Regions from separate parts of the Triticum aestivum genome. Here region 1 is linked to region 2. A link is a contact called in public Hi-C data. All regions are on one chromosome and are shown on one strand. The core of a region is the stretch at or near the end of the contact, and the rest is flanking DNA. Distances in the headings are between cores, read along the strand shown.

Region 1 (6,557 bases), core at 3,564-6,063, 180 kb after region 2:
CGCCTTATCCCTGAACTTTGTTCGATCAATAGGATTGCGAGAGGTACATGGTCGCTTGAATGAATGGAAGAAGCCACCATCTAGATTGAAAATCCTTAAAATGGACGTATCCTTTTTCTGATGATGAAAACTCTGGTTCATGTGGAGTTGTGGTATGTGACCACTTGGGGGTTTTGTCGCTGCATCAACTGCTTGCCTGGAGCATGTAGACGATGTGGTCTCGGCCCAATCAGAAGCGTTGCGTCAAGGTCTAATGCTCATTCAGAGCCTTGGGTGTGCCAAGGTAACTGTCCAAACTGATAATGTGACTATGGTAGAGGTGTTGAATTTGAATGAGGGTTACTCAATGATTGCATAACCAATACTCAATGAATGTGTAACATCCCAAATTTTCAATTTGGATTGTTATACATAGGTCATTCATGCATATCATATTTTTACTGCATTGTTGCTTTGCGATCCTCGAAATTCTAAGCAACTCAAGGACCCACAAAGAGAGTTGGGGATTTCACGTTTCTCATATTTGAAATTTATCAAATATCGAAACAAGGATCACTTTGGTTTTAATTGTTTTTCTCTCTGAAAAATATTTCATATTAAAATGTAAGAGAGGAGATAATATGACTTCTCCAAAATAAAGAGAATATTGGAGGGAAAATATTAAAATCAAATAAATATTTTTTTGACTTTTATTGCTATTTTGTTTGAATTAGGAAAAATATGTGTTTTTCAAAATTGCATTAGAGGCCCAAATAAATGTTCACTTTCTCCAAAATATTATTAGAGGACCGCGAAAATTTCTTTCAGGATTTTTGGACTCTGTTTAGTATTTCTTTTATTTGTTTTTCCGCGTCAGGATTATATATTTTTTAAAACAAATGCACCGACCTAACGGGCCGTGCCCGACCAGGACACCGCCCGCCCGGCCTTTAAAGGGCAAGGCTCGAAGCCCGCCGCGCCGCCAGCCCCGCCCCGAAACCCTAGCGCCGCCGCCGCTGCCTCCCCGTCGCGTCGCCACCGCCGCTGCCTCCCCGTCGCGTCGCCACCGCCGCCCGCCACCGCCTCCCCATTGCGCCGCCGCCGCCGACCGCCGGAGTCGCCGCCGCCACTTTCCGGAGGTAGAAACCGCCGCCGCCTCGGTTTTTCTCTGAGAACCGTTCGTTTTTTATAGATCCCTAGATTCGTTTTTTAGATCGGTTCGGGTTTTTTTAGGTTTAGTTATTTAGCGGACGTTCGTCCGTACGTTCATTTGAACGAATGTTGTTCATCAGTTAGCCGCAGACAGCGAACGTTCGTTCGTTAGCCTGTTGTCTTGTTTTATTTTCCAGGGGTTTTCCGCGATTATTTCGATCATGATTTCTGCCCTAATCTTCGTTCTAGTTTATCTTTTTGCTCCTTTATCCAAATCAGGTGAAACAAGCGCCTAGATCTTCGTCTCGAAGTCCTCTTTCTGTTTAACCAGCTTGAACAAGATTTTGGTACTGTAAAATTTGACTTTAGTCTAGATTAGTAAATGGATCTTGTTTCTTTCGTAGTTTGAGTTTCGTTGCTCCGTTTGATTTGATTCTTTTTGCAAACCGGAGTTCTTCAGTTGAACTTTCTGGTTAGATCTTTTTATTTGAGTTTTATCCGTGCATCTTTACTTGAGTGCTTATGTATGCTATTATTTGTTTGTGTTAGAATTCCCAGAGTGCGAAGCGTGCTACTACGAGTCTCTAGGATTTGTAGATCGTCAACAAGGCAAGTAACACTTTGATCATACCCCTTTATTACCCAGTTTTTACGCATTAGTTTCAACCCTCACACATTGCATGAGTAGGATCTCTTAACATGTGGGTCTGGGAAGTAGTTGATGAGGTAGAACCTATTACCTGTTTTATTATCAAACCCTTGGGAGTTACTTCTATGCTATGCTTATATTGTCATGCTATGCCCGTAGACGTGGTTTGGGTTTGAGTGTAACCATGACAGATGTGAGTTGTTAATTAATGGTTCAACTTAAGGTGGTAATTTTAATACACATCTGGGTGGATTTCTTGTGGGCACCTGGAGAATCCAGTGTTGTCCAAGGATATCCCGGAGTACCCATGTGATCATCCTACGGTTCGCCACCCACGCTCAAAGGGATCATAAGATTATTCATGCTAAAAACTTTCGTGTGCAACCACAAGCCATTATGGGCTCTGGCATAGTTGAGTATGTTGCGTGATCTCTTTCAGTGGTGGGCTAGCAGATGTAGGGGAAAGTAGATGTAACTGTCCACCCAAGGTAAAGAGTTAATGCTTATGAAAAACTGTGTCTCGGTCATCCATTTCTCAAACACCTTGTAGTGCGAGAAATCCAATGGAGGAGATCGAGTCTTGTGGGGAAAAGTGCGCAAACCTCTGCAGAGTGTATAAACTAATCATGGTTAGCCGTGTCCCCGATTATGGACATCTTGAGTATCTGGTACTTGAATTATTGATTTGATCTCATCACTCTAAATTAATTTGACGGGTGTTAATGGCTATTTTAATTGGGATTGAGTTGGAGGAACCTGCTCAATGATGTTTCAACTACCTTGATAGTTAAATAAAACATATTCCTTTGTTGTAGGAAAAAAATGGATTTTTGCAAAACAATATAACCATAGAGCCTCCACCAGCCATAAATGCATGTAGTGATAGCATTTATCCATTCATTGCTCTACTATGTTATATTGCCAGCATATTCCATGTGCTGACTCATTTCCGGCTGCAACATATCATGTTGCAGACTTTTCAGACGACGAGTAAGGTGCTATAGGTCGTTTGTCGTGCACTCAGCTATGCCGTTGGAGTTGATGGACTCACTTTATCTTCCAAGCCTTCCGTTGTTATCTTACTTAGATGGCCTTAAGCCTTATTTACTGTAATAAGTTCTCTTTTGAGACATTTGATGTAATAGGTGTGTGGTTGCTACTATGTTATAAATCCTTCAAGTACTGTGTGTGTCAGCATTACCGATCCAGGGATGACACTTATGCATAGAGATTTGACCGTTCAGGTCGGATCGCTACAGAATGTCGAAGTCTACTTTCAAATTTCAGGAAGGTACTTGTTGAACATTGTAACAGGGAGTCAAACATGGTTGCTCATGAGATAGCTAGGTTTGGGAGGAGTAATCCACCGACTTTGTGGTTGGATACACCTCTAGCTTTAGTATTCCTTTGTTAGCAAATGATGTAAGTTTGATTTGAGTTAATAAAGCTAGCCATGAAGGCTTTCCCATAAAAAAAGTCTCTCAACATTACTAACATAATTGAATCATATTATAATCCCTCAAGGTGCGGCAAAGAATCACTTCAAAGTCTCTATTCCTATCGAAGAAAGTAGGATGAAATCACGTAGGTAGTAAACCACCTCAAAATTGTGTTTCGAATTAATCTATTGAACCACCCCCAAAGTGTCGCACATAGTTCTCTTCTTTGCCACCTAAATTAACTCTTATGATACGTATCAATCATATGATACATATCAATCAACTCTTATGTCACCTAAATTACGCCAATGTCACCACGGGAATCCATGAGTTAGACATGCACCAAGTGATCTCAAATCCAAAATATTCAATCCAACATAAAACTTCAAAGAGCAAGACTCAATTCACCACAAAAAGAGATAGAGGAGAAAAACATCATAAGATCCAATTATATTGATAAAAATCATGATACATGAAGATCATGCGAAATCAAGAACACGAGAGAGAGAGAGAGAGAGAGAGAGAGAGATCAAACACATAGTTACGGGTACAAACCCTCGGCCCCGAGGATGAACTACTCAGGCATCGCCATGGAGGCACAACAAGGATGATGAATATGGCCTCCGTGATGGCTTCTCCCTTCGGCAGGGCGTCGGAAAAAGGCTCAAGATGAACTCACTTTGGTACAGAGGCTTGCGGCGGCGGAGGAGAAGTTCTATGTTACTTTACGGGGGTTTCTGTATTTATAGGATTTTTTGCGTTGGATTCACACCGGATGGAGTACCGAGGGCCCACAAGCTTGGTCGACATGCCCTAGGGGGCGCCCCCTGAGCTTGTGTCCCCCCGGGCACCTTCCGGCTCCCCCTCCCCCCGAAATTTTCTGGGTCTCTTTCATTCCAAAAAATCATCGTAATTTTTTTATTGTGTTTGGACTTTGTTTGGTATGTTTTTTTCGCGAAACAAAAAATATGCAAAAAAAACAGTAACTGACACTGAACGCTGGATTAATATGTTAGTCCATAAAAACATTATAAAAATGCACTAAAACCATATAAAACTCATGTAAATATGTTAGGCGAAAACCTAATTCGAGAGATAATAATACTTGGACCGGTCCGCATTTTACTCAAAAGCCATTTAATAAGGCGTACACGACCAAAGTCTTCGCCTCTAGGCTCTCCGTGTTTATAACTGGTACTTCTTGTTACTGGCACGTCAATACTAACTTTTATGACGACATGCAAATGTGAAGTGCGTGCTCGTTGGTGCTCCACGGCCTCCAAGTCGCTGATGTTATTGGAAAATAGACGTGCCAACCATACTTATCATGGAGTAAGTAGAAATTCCCCCCTCAAGTCATCCAAGAACACGCATCCAATTCAAGGAAGAAACCCGGAAGCGCGGCGCGCACGTCGATGAACGCCGAGCCAACACACACACACACACGGAGACCCGGAGACGCGCTCCAACGGGCGCGGTCAGAGAGGATCCCGGCGGCAACGGTAACGGACGCCAGCTCAACCGGCCACCAAACGCGGCACGCCCGGACGGAACCCAACCCAACCCAACAGACGGCCAGCCGTACCCCTCTCCCCTTCCTCCCACAACCCTACGCGACCTCCCCGCCCCGCCGCTATATAAGCCGCACCCCCGCCCTCCTCTCCCTCCCACCTCCCAAGCCGCCACTCTCAAGCCCTCTCCCTCATCCGCGTGCAGCATCTCTCTAGCTCCCCCCTAGAGAGATCTCACAGCCGAATAAGCAGCAGCAGCGAGAGACCCCCTCCGGCCTCCTCCTCCCAGCACCAGGAACCACCAAGTCAAGTCGCCAATGGCCGGTCTCAGGATGAAGCTCGTCGCCGTCGCCGCCATGGCCGCCGCGCTCGTGGCCTCCGCGGCCGCCGCCGAGGCCCCGGCCCCGGCGCCCGCCTCCGACGCCGCGGCCGCCGTGCCCCTCGCCGCGGCCTCATTCGCCGCCGCCGCCTTCGGATACCTCTTCTGCTAAATCCGTCGTCGACTCTCCGTAGCGTGGCGTGTGACCCTTCTTGGTCTTGTCCTTCTTGGTTTATTGTTCTTGGTGTGTGTGCGTGTGTTCGTGCCGGGGTGTGAGGTGTGGGCGCGTGCGTGCGTGTATGTATGGGTCGCGGTGGTGTGGGAGGTGTCGAGTACGTGCGTGCGCCGGCGTGCCATTCTTTGTGTTGGTGATCATGTACTTACTCTCTTGTTCTTGCTATGAATGAGACCATTTATTTGATTCTTTCTCTCCAGCTTAAACACCAAGTCTTGACTGTTCTGATGCATGCATGCTGTTGAGATGATGAATCTTTGCGTTTCGCATCACCAAATGTTCCTTCAGGAAATTTCGTGCTAAAAAACCTCAGTATACAAATGAAACTAAAGTACCAAATTAACTCTGTTCAACGTCAAATTTGCCATATGAAGATCGATTTGATGCACGCTCCGCATTTGCGACCGGCAAAACATCAATTATTCAAACACGGAACTGCTGGCTTCTGTGTCGTACGAAGAGGTGAAAAATGAATTAAGATCTTCGAGCAATGCAATTTGGAAACCAAATAGGCCTCTTCTGTTTTCTGAAGAACAGTCTCGGGGATTTTTCTCATTTTTTGTGTGGTACGTACATGTACTACTTGGAAGGTTTGTTTGGAGACGCCAGGTTGTTAATTGGGTGAGCGATCCGAAGGGTGGAATGATTGGACCATGTGGCCGCCATGTGCAGCTGCTCAGCATCGGTCCACAGCTGAGTTGTCGAGGTAGGGCAACCGTACCAACTGTATCATTTTCTGCGACGACGCACCAACGGTATCATGCAAACGGTAAGATGGTGAATTGAACTCCGAACCGTGCGTTTCGCTGAGTTACAGCGCAGTTGAACCGTTCGTGTGTTTGTTGTCAAAAAATTTGCGCTTAGTGTTTGCCCAGGAAGAATAATGGCCTGAGCGTCTAAGTTCATTTTTTTTTGTCTGTATAAGTTCATTTTTGGGAGGAAAGGGAGGGCGACAGGCGTCAGGCTGGAAAACTGTAAGCCCGGCCCGATTGTAAACATGAAACTGGACGACGCCCATGTTGAAAATTGTGGGCTATGCGGTCTACCCTTTAATTCCTCTGCCTTTTTCGTGGTGCCGCTCACAATGCATATTGAGGTTAAAGGGTAGGGACCTATTTATAGACTCCACTTCTAGACGTTTTATTATTCCACCTGTTTCCGGAAAGATCCGTACAACTCCTAGGCAATGTTACCAACCACGATAAAACATGCCGGTTTTCCGAGTCTAAATATATTAGTCATTAGCACACATGTGTGAGTCATGTGCATGATT
Region 2 (6,320 bases), core at 1,549-4,048:
TTAACTAGGGCATTCAAAAGACGGGTCACAAACCTCCAGAGCCAAGGATAGCTGTTGCAACCCCAGATACGTAACGTACAGCTTTTGGTTTGATGTGCAGAAAACGGAAGTCACCAAAGTCAACCTTGATTTGGCAAATTTCCATCAGAAATTAGTACGATATTATACAGTTACTTTAGAAACAGTATAATGTTCAATAAACATACCCAAAAGGCCTCAGGGTGTCTCCGTAAATATGCAGTTCTCACTGCATCTTTTTCTTCATCAGGAACCTTTGGAACAGAACCAATACGAAGTGAGCCAACACATAATTATCAGGTAACATATACTGTATGCTTTAATAAATATCAAGTTAAGAAATTTATCAGGACATAAGCACACTAATATATGGGGCAAGTGATAGGAGGGAATTACAGGTGTAGCATCGCCGTATACAGTGATTACAGTATCTGTTCTGTCCTCTGGGTCTTTGGCAACCAAAAGTGAGCATTTAGTACTTCCTGCAAGATTCTGCAAAATGGTGGCAACAAAAGACATAACTATCAGAAGCTATTGTGAATTTAGTAGATTATAGACCAGCACCCTATTCTTTTCATAGAACACTGTCCATGCCTTTTATATTTTTCATGTCTGTCCATTTTGTTTTTTATGTCCGTGTTTATGTGTCAGTACTCCTGCTATTGTCAGTGTTATCATGTGTGTTTGAGTTAAGTCACTAAATGCATAGGGTCATGCGTGTAGAACGGTGTCGACAGGTAGTATTACATGTATACATAATCATGAGAGCACAATACTGGCATACCTTTGAGTGAACTGCTAAACTACTCACTGCTAATATGGGGGAACCATCTTGATCGCACGCAAAATCAACCATTGAACCAGATGGATAACCCACATGTTCCTGTTAACAGAATGACATGTTATAATTTTCTTTTCCTGTAATCAACCAATTGGCAATAGAAGGAGATAGAAGAAAAATATAATTTGCCTTTGCCATTCACAAAGCAGAAAAGGCACACACTGGAAGGTGACAATCCCAGCCAGTATGGCATGGTAAAAAGCTACATATCACGATGTACTCCCTCCGTAAAGAAATATAAGAGTGTTTAGATCACTAAAATAGTGATCTAAACGCTCTTATATTTGTTTACGGAGGGAGTACTAAATATCTGACAGGTACCTTGCCAAGCACATGCCACATTTCAGCGAGAAGTGAAAAGTGGAGTTATCAAGCAGGTTTAAGCAAAAAAGTTAAGTTTGAATAATCAAGAGAAGCTGTTAATGGAAAAAATATCAGGCCCGCCCTTTACATATCCACATGGCAATCAGTACTCACCAGTTTCAATAGAATTCTAAAAAAGACGACACAGGAAAAGACTGGCAAATGCATGCTCACTAGACTGCAAATACAAGAATGCTTCTAGCATACCTGAGAATGGGTAGCCAGAACACCTCTGACACTTTGGTCCAGAATGGTTCGTATTTCTTCAACAGGAGGAAGCCGGGCAGCTTTTACCTATAATCATGATGATGTTGAGTGAATAAGAAAGACCTTGAGATGGCAAAAGATTAAAACCTACAATGTTTAGAGTTCCTCTTAATTAAAATCCAAGACAACTTTGTAACTTGTTAGTTAAGGTATTTGTTCAGAGCTGTCATAAATGTTGCATGTACTTGTTCCACAGGCTGATCATTCAAATATCTAATAGGAACAGAAAATGGCATATTTTGCAAAGTTGATCCGGTTGATGGTGGTTAGATAAAAAAAACTCCCACGATATTGGAATATGTTGACTATCGTGGAGGAAAACTCTGCATGTCGTTGTTAATTGTTGATGATGAACGTCATACTAATTGTTGAAGAAAATCACTACCAGGGAACAATTTTAAGCCCATTTCACAGTAACCCTCCTGGTAATTAATCCGTCCCCATAAACACGTACCAAGCACATGGTTCTGAAAAGAAAAGCACCGACTACCTCATGGTAAACGTTCGCCAGCTAAGGGGGTCCATAAGTTTAAGCCTATTCCAGACTACTGTTTAATCCTCCTGATAATCTATCAGACTCCTTAACATATACTCAACACATGCTTCTGAAAGTGAAATTCCCCATGATACTGAGCAGAGCACCCAATTTTTCGTGTTCAAAGTTGTACAGCTATCGCGTCCTCAGATTATCACATAGTAAAGAGTACTACATGATCACTAAGCAGGGCCAAGGCCAAGGGCCGCACCTGGTGAGCGCGGATCACCTCGAAGGCGTCCGCGGATCCTCCGGGGGCATCGGCAGGCGCGGCCATCTGCAAGACAAACAGAACGGCGGGGCGCCATCAGCCAAATCCACAATCACCGCAGGGGAGGCATTCCATCGAACACTTGGGGTCCGGGACTATTCTCAAACAGGTAGAATTCGGCGGGGCGGAGAGGCCAGGCAGACCTGAGAGGGCGAGGAGGAGGCGAGGAAGCGATCGCCGCGGCGGCCACTGCTGCGGCGGGGAGGGTGGAGGAGGGGCGACGAGGAGGAGGTGGGGGCGGGGATGGCGTGAGCATGGCGGTTTTGTAGGTGGAGTGGGCGGAGCAGTCGCGAGAGCGTTGACGGCGAGGGGAGCGACGCGAGCTGGGCGCCCACCGGCGTGGGCAGGAAGGGCCTCATTGCGTGCACGCCTTGGTGTGTGTGGGTCTGGGTTGTGTGTGTGCGCGCGGAGCGGGGCGCCTCGCTGGCCGCTTGGTCGTCGCTCGGCACGGCGCACACGCGAGCGTGGGGAAGAAGAGCACTCCGGCCCGGCGAATGCTTCCCAGATGGGCCGGCTGAGTGGACATGGGGAGCCCCTGTTCCACGCCGTCACTCGGCGGAAAGCGAGCAATCGTCAAAATCACTAGTCAGAGGAATTCTCTGCAAGGTTCACTCTCATCTTTTTTTCATGGTGACAACTTGCATACTGCATGTGTGACATTTGTCGCAACCTGAATTTTCTTTATTCGTTCGATTTCTCAAAATGTTTTATGTCTAAAACTGTGCTTCCAAACACCAACCGGTTTCACCGTTGCATTTCGCAGAACGAAATCTTCGAAAATAGATCCATATTAACGGGTTAGAAAAAACAAAAAACCAGAAAAGCCATAAATTTTAAAAATGAAAAACAAAAAAACGAAAACCAAAATCTAGAAAAAAAAGGAAAACCAAAAACTGGAAAAATAATCGCAAGAAAGTAAAAAATATATTCACGAAAACCTAGGAGAACCCAAACAAAACCCAAAAACTCAAAAAATCAGAACAAAAACACGAAAAAGACTAAAAAATGCGTGCAAAAAAATATGTTCCATAGGTACACCCATCACGTGACATGTGCGGCCGCTAAGCGCTGGCGCATGCCAGTGGTGTATCCCTTAAAGACGTACCCGTTAAGAGCATTACTAGTAGAGCCCTTAAACCCTCAAACCCCTAAAAATAACTGCTTATTTACAGGTTTGATTGAAAAAAAGCCGTAGACTAGAACCCCTTAACCCTCAAACCCTCAAAAAAATTTAAAGGTCCAACTCTCAAACCCTCTCCCAATCCTCAAAAGTAAGGGTTGGGGAGTAAAACTTACCCTAACCCTCATTTGGCGGTTATACTCGCGCGGGAGGAAAAAATCCTCCCAACTCCCGCGCCCACGCCCGCGACCGCCGCTGCTAGTCGCCCCCGTTGACGGCGGCCGCCCCGTCGACCTCCCGCGCGCAACGACAACGTCGTTCATGGGGAATATTCCGTTATAAGGGTTGGGTTTGAGGGTTCTAATCTTTGCCCCTATTTTTCAACCCGTAAAAGTGCAAAAAAGATCATTTTTGGACCCTTAAAACGCTAGTGAGGGTTTGAGGGTTCTACTAGTAATGCTCTAACTACTTGGTCCCAGCAATGCCAGTTAGCGTACCGGCTTCGAACTCGGTACCTCTGCTATCGAAGAGAAAGGCACTAACCACCCGGCTATTCCACCCATTATGAAATAAACGAATTTTTCTTCTTTTTTTCTTTCTTTAGTTTGTGGCGTTTTTTCCTTGACGTTTTCATTCAGTTTTTCTTTTTTCTTTTCCCTTTTCCAGTTTTCTTCAATGGGAAGATTCTTTTAAAAATTCATTAACTTTTTCTTCAAATCGATAAATCTTTTTCCAAAATCCATGAACATTCACTCAAATTCGTTAACTTTTTTCCAAATAACCATTTTTAAAAAACTATTATTTTTAAATTTGATGAACTCTTTTCAAATTTATGGTTTTTTTTTCAAATTCAATGAACTTTTTCCAAATCGATGAACTTTTTTTGAATTTGATGAATGTTTTTCAAATTTGATAAACTTTTAAAAAAACTGATGAACTTTTTTCAATTTTTTGTGAACTTCACTTAAAAATTGAGGAACTTTTCAAGTAATTTTCAAATTTAAGTTAATGTTTTATTGAAATCAAGGTTAACTACATTGTTTTCTGTAATTAGATTGGAAAGCAAGTTTGTCCTGTGGTTTATTGTGTTAGGCTGCAGACGTGAGGTGCTGAGTTCAAATCCAAAATCTCCCTTATATTCTTATTTCGGTTTTCCTTTTTGAGCAGGTGTTAAGCCGACCCGCTATGCCTCGCTAGCGAGCGCCCATAGCATCAATCGGTGCCCGATTACGAGGGAAATCCTATTTGACGCTTAATGCGTCAAACTGTCGAGCATTTGCACAGGCGATCCCCCAACGCGAAAATTTGGCCGGCCCGCATCCCCATAGCAAGGCAGCCGGTTTTCGGAACCGTCCAGAAGGTTCACTGAACCGCTTTTTTGTTTTTAACCGGCTTTACGGTTTTCTTTTGTGTTTAGGTTTTTATTTTTTTTATTTTTCCTGTGTCATTTCTTTTTTCGGTTTTCCTTTTTTCTGTTTATTTTTTCATTTTTTGTTTCTTTTTCAAGTCCACATTTTATTTTTTGCCTTTTAAAAAATCGCAATTTTTTTAAACATATTCAGCAAATTTGTTGCTTTTTACAAAAAATGTTCAAAAAATCTAAATTTGATTGATGTTATAAAAAATTGTTCATAATTTTCAAAAAGTTCAGAATTATGAAATTTTTTTCATGTTTTCTTTAAAGTTTGAAGTTACCAAATTTTGTTCATGTTTTCCAAATATGGTTTTCATTTCAAAAATTGTTCATGTTTCCAAAAATGTTCAGAGTTTCAAAATTTGTTCAGGTTTTCAAACAATTTTTGTAATTTTTTTCTTCTCATTTTTCATAAAAATCCCGTTTCATAAAATGTTTGAAAATTCCAAATTTAGGTCCTGTTCGGAGTCACTCCAGTTCCTAAAAATACGAGGAGCTGCAGGGCATCCGTTTCCCAGCTCTGTGCTTTTTAACTACAGCTCTGGGAGCGGAGTGGTGGAGTGACGGATCACCAAACAGGGTCTTATTTCACTTTGACAAAAATTGTTTGCATTTTTCGAAGTATTCAGAATTTTGAAATTTCTTCATGTTTTCAAAATGAGTCAAAGTTTCAAAATTTTGTTCATGCTTGTCAAAAAAATGTTCACCATTTCAAAGTTTGTTCGTGTTTTATTAAAAGTTGAGAGTTTAAAATTTTGTCCATGTTTTCTAAACAAGTCAATTCTTGAAAATTTCAAAATGTGTTCCAATTTGTTAAGATTGTTCATGTTTTCTAAATTTTGCTTATAATGTTGAAGAATGTTCGTGTTTCAAAAACTATTCAGTTTTTTCAAAAAAAACGTGTTTGAAATTTCAAAACACTTTATAATCTGTGGCTAATCATTCCTGCCTACGACCTGCACTTTTTGTCGCGCTACATGGCTAGGTTCGTTGTTTTCGAGTGGGCTGGCCCTGTGCCGATCCCCCTTTGCGTCGGCTTGCTATTGGACAAAGAGCGTCTAATAGGATCCGCCCCCAGCAATCGCGCACTTCACCTTAGCCCTGTGCTGGGCCAGGCGGTCTGTTTAGCTTCGGAAAAAATTTAGGAACCCAAACTGGAAAAAACGTTTGGGGTTTTAAAAAGTTGTAAACTTCAAAACATATTCATGAATCCTAAATTGGAAAGTTTTGTTCAACATTTTTACAGAAAGTTTCCGAACTCAAAATATGTTCACATATTTCAAAAAATATTCCAATTTTTTTAAAAAAACTGGGAATTTAAAATATTTTTAAGAATTTGGAAAAATGTTCTCGGATTTTCAAAACAAAATTTTAATGAATTTGAAAATTTTATTCGTATTTCAAAAATGTTTATGAATTTTAAAAATGTTCTTCGATTTTCAATAAATGTCCATAAATTTGACACGTGTCCTTGGATTTCAATAAACGTTC

What was found. Hi-C and Micro-C count contacts between places; a contact is called where the count stands out from the background.
Region 1: a Hi-C map of leaf shows a contact between it and region 2, with 6 times the contacts expected there. The contact joins the enhancer-like site here to the promoter of LOC123188087 in region 2. A contact is called at or near these places in 2 of 5 Hi-C or Micro-C datasets (both in leaf).

Annotation. Positions count from the first base shown.
Region 1 is chr2A:150,025,093-150,031,649 of IWGSC CS RefSeq v2.1, forward strand. No RefSeq gene overlaps it. Among protein-coding and RNA genes, the nearest start is that of LOC123191601, 50 kb to the right of the region's middle. Within about 2 kb of position 4,814, at least 8 of the 8 cell types and tissues checked have an H3K27ac peak or open chromatin away from gene starts, as enhancers often do. A contact at or near this core is called in leaf, where this site is marked.
Region 2 is chr2A:149,848,007-149,854,326 of IWGSC CS RefSeq v2.1, forward strand. LOC123188087 (glutamyl-tRNA reductase-binding protein, chloroplastic) reads right to left here and starts at 2,799. Exons shown (of 12, transcript XM_044600123.1): 1 at 2,439-2,799; 2 at 2,236-2,301; 3 at 1,430-1,516; 4 at 803-901; 5 at 415-510; 6 at 207-272; 7 at 34-124. The coding sequence starts at 2,654.